Regions from separate parts of the Mus musculus genome. Here regions 1 and 2 are each linked to region 3. Evidence: chromatin contacts called from public ChIA-PET and HiChIP or PLAC-seq data. All regions are on one chromosome and are shown on one strand. The core of a region is the stretch at or near the end of the contact, and the rest is flanking DNA. Distances in the headings are between cores, read along the strand shown.

Evidence for each region. ChIA-PET counts read pairs in DNA pulled down with a chosen protein or histone mark. HiChIP or PLAC-seq counts read pairs in DNA pulled down with a chosen protein or histone mark.
Region 1: an H3K4me3 HiChIP or PLAC-seq map of the 230-238 cell line shows a contact between it and region 3, with 19 read pairs. The contact joins the enhancer-like site here to the promoter of Rfwd3 in region 3. A contact is called at or near these places in 3 of 39 promoter capture datasets (3T3-L1-derived adipocytes, embryonic stem cells and liver), 1 of 15 datasets of contacts at CTCF or cohesin (pro-B cells), 9 of 484 Hi-C or Micro-C datasets (LSK cells, bone marrow-derived macrophages, cortical neurons and 6 more), 4 of 115 datasets of contacts at active chromatin or transcription factors (the 230-238 cell line, bone marrow-derived macrophages and embryonic stem cells) and 2 of 9 other capture datasets (adipose tissue and liver).
Region 2: an RNA polymerase II ChIA-PET map of effector CD8 T cells shows a contact between it and region 3, with 19 read pairs. The contact joins the enhancer-like site here to the promoter of Rfwd3 in region 3. A contact is called at or near these places in 4 of 39 promoter capture datasets (the 3T3-L1 cell line, hippocampal neurons and liver), 1 of 15 datasets of contacts at CTCF or cohesin (the NIH/3T3 cell line), 4 of 115 datasets of contacts at active chromatin or transcription factors (bone marrow-derived macrophages, effector CD8 T cells, embryonic stem cells and 1 more) and 4 of 9 other capture datasets (adipose tissue, embryonic stem cells, liver and 1 more).

The regions. Positions count from the first base shown.
Region 1 is chr8:111,123,338-111,126,037 of GRCm38.p6, forward strand. Pdpr (pyruvate dehydrogenase phosphatase regulatory subunit) reads left to right here. Exons shown (of 18, transcript NM_198308.1): 11 at 408-563; 12 at 1,142-1,275; 13 at 2,268-2,416. Among named protein-coding and RNA genes, the nearest start is that of 9430091E24Rik, 21 kb to the right of the region's middle. Within about 2 kb of position 1,449, at least 2 of the 459 cell types and tissues checked have an H3K27ac peak or open chromatin away from gene starts, as enhancers often do. A contact at or near this core is called in the 230-238 cell line and pro-B cells, where this site is marked.
Region 2 is chr8:111,434,398-111,437,097 of GRCm38.p6, forward strand. No RefSeq gene overlaps it. Among named protein-coding and RNA genes, the nearest start is that of Gm24793, 17 kb to the left of the region's middle. Within about 2 kb of position 1,259, at least 50 of the 459 cell types and tissues checked have an H3K27ac peak or open chromatin away from gene starts, as enhancers often do. A contact at or near this core is called in effector CD8 T cells and memory CD8 T cells, where this site is marked.
Region 3 is chr8:111,298,814-111,301,513 of GRCm38.p6, forward strand. Rfwd3 (ring finger and WD repeat domain 3) reads right to left here and starts at 1,409. Exons shown (of 13, transcript NM_146218.4): 1 at 1,322-1,409. The coding sequence starts at 1,367.

The DNA of each region.
Region 1 (2,700 bases), core at 199-2,698, 180 kb before region 3:
TAACTGGGGGCTTGTGCATAGTTCAGAGAGTGAGTCTGACCATTATGGTGGGGAGCATGGAGCAGGCAGGCAAGACTGGTACTAGCACAGTAGCTGATTTTTATCTGCAAGTTGGAGGCAGAGATAGCACTGGACCTGGTGTGGGCTTTGAAACTTCAAAGTCCCCCCAGTGACATACCTTCTCTAACAAGGCCACACCTCCTAATCCTTTCCACAGAGTTCCACCAGCTGGGAACCTAACTTTCAAATATATGAGTCTATGGAGGCCATTCTAATTCAAACCATCACAAGCTGCCCAGGCTTGGCTTGGCTGGAACCTTGAAGTCCTTCTACTTCAGCCACCCAGGTCTCTGGAATTGTAAGCCTGTGCTTCCAGGTCCAGCTGACAGAGTGTTTATCTGTTCTAGCTCTGATATATGATCTGAAGGTTCCCCGTTGGGATTTCCAGACTGGAAGGCAGTTACGTACATCTCCTCTTTATGACCGGCTGGATGCTCAAGGAGCCAGATGGATGGAGAAACATGGATTTGAGAGGCCAAAGTACTTTGTTCCACCCAACAAGGGTAGGAATGTGTCTGTCTGTCTGTCTTCTTTTTTAAGAATCTCACATTTTAGCCTAGAACTTACTTTATATTTTAGGTCAGATTTGAATCCTGATCAGCCCTCTTATTTTGGCATCTCAATTGCTGGGATCATAGGCAGAAACCACCCTTGGCTGTGTGTGTGTTGTATGCATGTGTATATGTGCACCCTCGTATAGGCCAGAGATTTATGTTTTCTCTGTACTCCACCTTACTTTTTCAGACAGATTTTTTCACTGAATTTGGAGTTGACTGATTGGCTAAACTGCTGGCCAACAAGCCACAGAATCCTCTCACTTCTGGGATTAACCAGGGTTCACTGTTAATCCCAGCTTTATATCAGTGCTGGGAATCCAAACTCAAGTCCTCATGCTTGCATAGCAAGCTCTTCAGCTACTGAGACAGTTGCTTCTACCCTGCCTTAAAACTGGTATTTAGTGAGTGCCTTTGGCTAGAATGGGTTCCTGGAAGGAAAAGAGTCTGTAGGCCATAATAAAATATATGAAGACTTCTCAGTGTCAAAACTCTTTACTTTCCACCGTGTTTTTTCTGCTTCATAGACCTTCTTGCATTAGAACAGAGCAAGACTTTCTACAAGCCAGATTGGTTTGATATTGTGGAGTCAGAAGTCAAATGCTGCAAGGAAGCTGTGTGTGTCATTGACATGTCCTCTTTCACAAAATTTGAAATAACTGTAAGTATTAAAGTTTGGGGAAACATTTTCTACTTATTGAGTGTTTTCTTTCATGTATTTTCATGTTTTTAATTATATACATATAGTTATTTTGCTTCAATGTATGCCTGTTGACCGTGTGCATGCAGTACCTGAGGAAGCCAGCCAGAAGGCAGCCTTGGCTTCCCCTGGGACTGGAGTTATAAATGGCTGTGGGCTGCCATGCGGGTGCTTGGGAATTGACCAAACAGCCAGTGCTCTTAACCAAGGAGCCACCTCTTCAGCCCCCAAAATGTTTGTTTTGATCTCCCCCTCCCCTCCCCTTCCCTCTCCTCCCCTCCCCTCCCTCCCCTCCCCTCCCCTTCCCTTCCCTTCCCCTCCCTTCTCTTCTCTTCTCTTTCAGACAGGGTTTCTCTGTGTAGCCCTGGCTGTCCTGGAACTCACTTTGTAGACCAGGCTGGCCTCCAATTCAGAGATCCACCTGCCTCTGCCTTCTAAGTGCTGACATTAAAGGCGTGCACCGCCAGCCCAGCAAAGACTTGCTTGTGTATGAGTGTTTTGTCTGCATATATATCTGCATACCAGAAGAGGACACTGGATCTCATGAGACTCTAGTTTTAGGTGGCTGTGAGCCACCCTGTGGTTGCTAAGATTGAACTCAAGATTTCTTTCTGGACGTGTAGCCAGTTTTCTTGACCACGGAGACACCTCTCTAGCTCCCAAATGCCCATTTTTCACTTATTACCTCAAAACTGATTCTGGAAGAACTCTACACTATTTTAGTGTTTCAACTGTATAATCACATTTTTCTGAAGTTTAGCTCCTGTAGCAGTTTTTAATTAACTTGGTAAGACATGTTTATCATAAGTACTGATGGTTAGATTTCCTTGTGGCTTACAGGAAAGTAAGCCTGCAAATGGTGCCATGTAGGTTGTATCTTTGAGTTCCCTCAGTCGGGCAGTGCGGTCAGGTGCTCCTGTGTTCACTGTCCCCACCTCAACCTTGCCTTGCAGTCCACTGGGGACGAGGCGTTAGAAAGTCTGCAGTACCTTTTCTGCAATGACCTTGATGTACCTGTAGGCCACATCGTTCATACTGGCATGCTCAATGAATATGGAGGATACGAAAACGACTGCAGCATCGCACGCCTGACCAAACGCAGGTGAGCTGAGCTGCCATGCCCTTCTCCTTCCACTAAACTGATACTTCACGGGCTCTGGATGTTGAACAATTAGTACTTCTCTAGGAGGCCACAGTCCTAGGAGCCCAGAAACGATTTCATAAACTCCTGTCTAAATCACTAGTCACCTGTAAACAAATCAGCAAAGGCCAATAAAGAGAAGAAACCCAGGGTGGGTTGGTGGCTCATACTTATAATGTCAGGAATGTGAAGGTTTAACACAAGTTTGGGGCCAATCTGGGCTACATGAGAAGTTCCAGGCCAGC
Region 2 (2,700 bases), core at 9-2,508, 140 kb after region 3:
CTGTGATAACTCCAGCTTGTGTCAAGTTGACACAAAACCAGCCAATACACATTTAATATTAGGGGAGTGACATGTACCATATTGAGCTTGCAGAGGTCCAAAGAGGTTTTCTCATCCTATCAGGGAACCCAGGGATCCAACTCAGGTTGTCAGGTTTTCATGGAACGTGCCTTTAACCACTGAGATACCCAGCTAGCTCTGAACTTCTTTTCTTTTCTTTTTGTTTTTAAAGATTTATTTATTTACTTTATGTATATGAGTACACTGTGGCTGTACAGATGGTTGTGAGCCTTCATGTGGTTGTTAGGAATTGAATTTTTAGGACCTCTGCTTGCTCTGGTTAACCCCACTTGCTCCAATCAACTCTACTCGCTCAGTCCCTGCTCTCTCCTTGCCCAAAGATTTATTTACTATTATACATAAGTACACTGTAGTTATCTTCAGATGCGCCAAAAGAGGACGTCGGATCTCCTTACATATGGTTGTGAGCCACCATGTGGTTGCTGGGATTTGAACTCAGGACTTTCAGAAGAGCAGTCAGTGCTCTTACCTGCTGAGCCATCTTGCTAGCCCTGGACTTCTTTTCAAGACCTCGGTTTTGACAGGTGACACAAAGAACACTTTTAGGTTTTTAAGGTCAGAGTTGGCCCAGGCCTGGCCAGGTGGTATCTATCTATGCTCAGAGGAACTGGGCCAGAACCTCCTGAGTTGGGCTATGGAACAGGGTTGTCACTGGTTTGCTGTTCTAGAGATTCAGTGACCCAAAGTCAACCTTGGTTAGATTTATCCTGAAATAAGTCATCCATCTTAGACTTTGGATTTGGAACGGCTCATAAGGACTTGTGTGTTGAAAGCTTGGTCCCTGGCACAGCAGGAGTCAAAGGTCAGGATTTTGTAAGGTGACTGAATCATCTAAATCATGGGGCTCTGGACTCATGGATGGATTAACTCATCAAAGGGATTATAATTTAATGACATCCTTGGGAAATGGTAGAAACTATGGGACTGAACACTCTGAAAGCATAAATCAAGCTAAACCATTTCTCTTTGAAACCATCTATCCAGTGATTTGTCCTAGAGACAGAAAACTAACACAAATTTTAAACCGAGTGCCCTTCTGAGTAGCCCCAGTCTCATGCCGTCCTGTTCCATCTTGCTTGGAACATGAATCATGCCTTGGTCCAGTGTACCCACTGTGAATACCCACTATCTGTTACTCACTCAGGAAGTGTCTCAGGTTTCAGACATCTGTCAAGGCGTAACCCTCATTGTATTTCCTGTCCCCAAAGCACAAGCGAAACGGTGCTGATCATTTGAACGTGCTGAAGAGAAGACATTAAAATGCTTTACGTGAAGGGGATAACTTCTCTTATTTGCATGTGTGTGCTTGTGCGCGGGTGGATATAAGCTCGTGGAGGCCAGAGGAGGATGCTGCCGCCCTCTCCAGACATTCTCCATTAATTCTTTTGAGATGGGGCTCTCTCCTTGAACCTGGGGCTGGAGTCTGAATTTCAATTGAGCTGGAAACCAGCAATCCCCTGTGATCCTCTTGTCTCCCGCCCCCTCAGAACTGGGGTTACAGGAACTTACAGGGATGTAGGATCTGAATTCCAATCCACACAACTGTGAACTAGGATTCCTAACAGCTAATCCATCTGTCCAACACTATATGTTCTTGACAACATGGAAAGAAAAGAATACATTTGTTTACATATATTGAAGGTGATAGACTCAATGTAAAAATGAATCCTTTATTTATGAAGTCATGAAGGTACAGAAATTCATGCCAGTCTCTTTAATTCTTTCAGAAACAAGGGCTTGCTGTGTAACCTTGTGTCGCGCCCGCTCTCGACCAGCAAGAATGACGCGACCACCAGTCCTTCTAACAGCAGTTTATTCAGTCCTGATTCTTCTTGTTTATATCTCCCCCGAACCCTGGGCCTCTCACTCCTTTTATACTCTCTCTCATCCACATACTGCAGGCCACGCCCCCTTGCCAGTCACAAGGCTTCAGCTAATCAGGGCAGCAGGGGCAAATCTCCACCAAATTGGATTCACCTGTATCCTGGTACACCTGCGCAGCACTCAAGATGTTTGTGTCTTATATGAGGAAGTCAGGTGCAAGTCATATGACTTAGCTGCAGTCCCTGGCGCCTTTGGGACTGCCGCCACACCAGCTCCCCACAACCTTGGGTGACTTTGAACTCACATTGGCCCTCTTGCCTCAGCCTCTCAAGTGCTAACATCACAGACAAGCAGCGCCACGCCTGACCTTGTGCCAGCTTTCTTCAGCACCTCAGGATTTACCCAGCTAGCCCAAAGTGGCACTCCCTTGCCAACCATGCTTGGCCTGCATTCAGAATTAGCACCTACATTTGCTCTTTTCTCTTGGTGACTCCTTGGTACGGTCCTGACCTCTGGTCCCCTGTAACTCCCTAAAACAACAAAGACACAAGGTCATTGTGGGTGGCATACTTTTTAAAACATTGACAGGAAAGGGTAAAAATAGGGGAAGGTAGCAGGGAACACTTCAGATTTAATGGAGATGACTGCCTTTCTCCGTCTCCTTCAAATCCATGGCCCTTTCCACACTGACTGATATTGCTTGCATGTATGGATATGCATATACATATTTATTCTTAAATAGAGCCTGCTCCATCCATATTATATTTACATTTCTTTTTATTACTTCTTTCTATA
Region 3 (2,700 bases), core at 159-2,658:
CATGGCATGTCTAGAGAGCAACCAGTTCTGATTTCAACTAGAAGGTAACAGCAGTGAAGTTCACACAGCATCCATTGACTGTCACTGCTGGTGCTAAATAATACTGATCGTGTCTTCCACTTCTCAAAAACACAAGGAAAAAAAGTCCAAAATGATAAACCAAAAGCTACAATCAAGAATATACCAGGAGCTGTTCACTACTAAAACTCTAGCAGACTTCTAGAAAAGAATCTTATCAATTTTAAATTTTTATGCAAAAAAGGTGATAGGCTTTAAAAATTAAGCTCTTCACTACTCAAAAATATGTGAACTGATGCTTTTAATATGGCTCTAAAGTTTAACGACATCCTCACAAGAATTATCTTTTAAAAATAGCTCCCCCCCCCCATACTCCTTGCATATTTCCTCAAAACTGTAATTCCATCATTAGAGAGAGAGAGGAGGATTGCCTCAAGTTTGAGAGCAGTCCGGATTCCAGAGGGGGACTGTCACAAATAAGCATGCCTAAGTTAGGTCTAGATGCACTTAACTGTCCTCTCTGAACAGTGCTTCTTACAGGCTGCTATTTAAAGTTTACAATTTAGTTCCTCAATCACACACACACACACACACACACACACATCCAAAAACAAAACACGTTCCCCAAATCCTGGGCTCGTGCTCGTATGAGCCCCTTCTTTAAGTGACACAAACGCTAGTCCGATGGCCCCGAAAAGTCAGCGGCCCTCAGACCGTGAACTCCACCTCTGCCCCCCACCCTTGCTAAGCTTTGGTTTCGATAAACACAGAAGGCGGGAGCGACGGCTGCCCCAATAAACAGGTCGCCGGGAGCCCGCGGGGATTCAGTCAGACCCGGGTTCGTATCCAGGCTCGCCCTGTTAGTAGCTGCGGAACCAAAGTTAAGTTTCCTAACCTGTCTGCCCACGCCCGCCTCCCCGCAGGAAGAGGAGAATGAAAATATCCTTCGGTCGCAGTTCCGCTGCGGTGATAAAAGTTAAAACAGCGAGCGACAAGGGTCAAAGAGTCAGTCACCGGGGCTCGACCCGCGCGGGAAGCACCCGGAGAACGACTCCGTGGAGGGTCCGCAATCGGTGCGAGCCGAGCCCCGTCTCAGCTCCTCCCGAGCTCTCCCCCACCCCCCATTCCTCAGGAAAGGAGGAGGAAGAAGGTCGAGGTCCTCAGGCCGGACCGAAGGAGACCGCCGAGCTCCCAGCGCGCCCTCCGCCCACCTCGCTGGGCCCCGTGAGCAGCCGCAGAGCAAGGGACCACCACCCGCATCCAGAGGCCCCCAGGGCGGAGAAGAAGCAGGGAGCAGCCTCACCTGAGGGGACCAAGTCGGACGCCTGGCCGACCGCGACTTCGGCCATCGTTACCGCGCATCCCCTACTGCGCACCCGCTCCGCCCGCGCCCAGCAGCTCTTCTGGACCCTGAGGCGCCCCCGCTGGAGCCGCGGCTCGGCGAGCTCCTATTGGCCAGCCACTGCGGACGGCGACCAATCTCTTCTCTTCTTCTTCCGTCGGTCGCCGCCAGCTGAAATAGTGGCGCCCTCATTGGTCAGCCTTTGATACATTTCTGGGCGAGAACCTCCGGCCAAGGCGCCTCCTGCAATTGGTAGTCGTGCGGAGTCCGCCATCTCGCGCCCCTTCCTTTGAACTGTTCGGCGGGAAGAAGCCCTGAGGAAGAGAGTTGGTTTTTTTTTTTTTTTTTTTCCCCTTCCTCTTCTACTGAGAGTGAAAAATGTTAAAAGTGGCCGGGCGGTGATGGCTCACGCCTTTAATCTCAGGGAGGCAGAGGCCAGCCTGGTCTACAAAGTGAGTTCCAGGACAGCCAGGGCTATACAGAGAAACCCTGTCTCGAAAAACCAAAAAAAGAAAAGAAAATAAAGAAAGAAAGAAAATGTTAAAAGTGACTTCCCGGGGGCTGGGGAGATGGCTCAGTGGTTAAGAGCACTGACTGCTCTTTCAGAGGTTCTGAGTTCAAGTCCCAGCAACCACATGGTGGCTCACAACCACCTGTAATGGGATCAGATGCCCTCTTCTGGTGTGTCTGAAGACAGCAACAGTGTACTCATATACATAAAATAAATAAATAATTCTTTAAAAGTGACTTCCCCTGCTTCTTCCTAAGGTTTTATTAAAGAGTTTATCGATGATTTTAAAAGTTTGTCCCCAGAGTTCCAGAGCCTGTAGAGTCTCTCATTGGGTTGAGCAACTTGTCCGCAATGGTCGGAAAAAAAAATTTTTTTTTTAAATCTTGCACAATGTCTTCAACTTGAAAACTACTATGATAAATGGCTTGGAAATATAAATTGTCACGTAAGATTTTCCAAACATGTTTCTGAAGAAGGAAATCTTACTTAAAGGTCTTTAAACAAACAAACAAACAAACAAACAACCCAAAAGCCCTCTTCACAGTGCTGAGGGGATGGCTCAGTGGTTAACATCACTGTAATGCTCTTCCAAAAGTCCTGAGTTCAATTCCCAGGAACATGGTGGTTCACAAACATCAGTGGGATCTGGTGCCCTCTACTGGTGTGTCTGAGGACAGCAACCGTGTACTCATATACAGAAAATAAGTAAGTGCTGGGAACGGAGCCTGGGGACTAGCAGCCAGTTTTCTACCTGTGAGCCACTTCTTCAGTTCCCCGTGTACCGACAGTTATCCTTTCCCTTTTCTTGCTATCAGAACAAGCTGCTGCT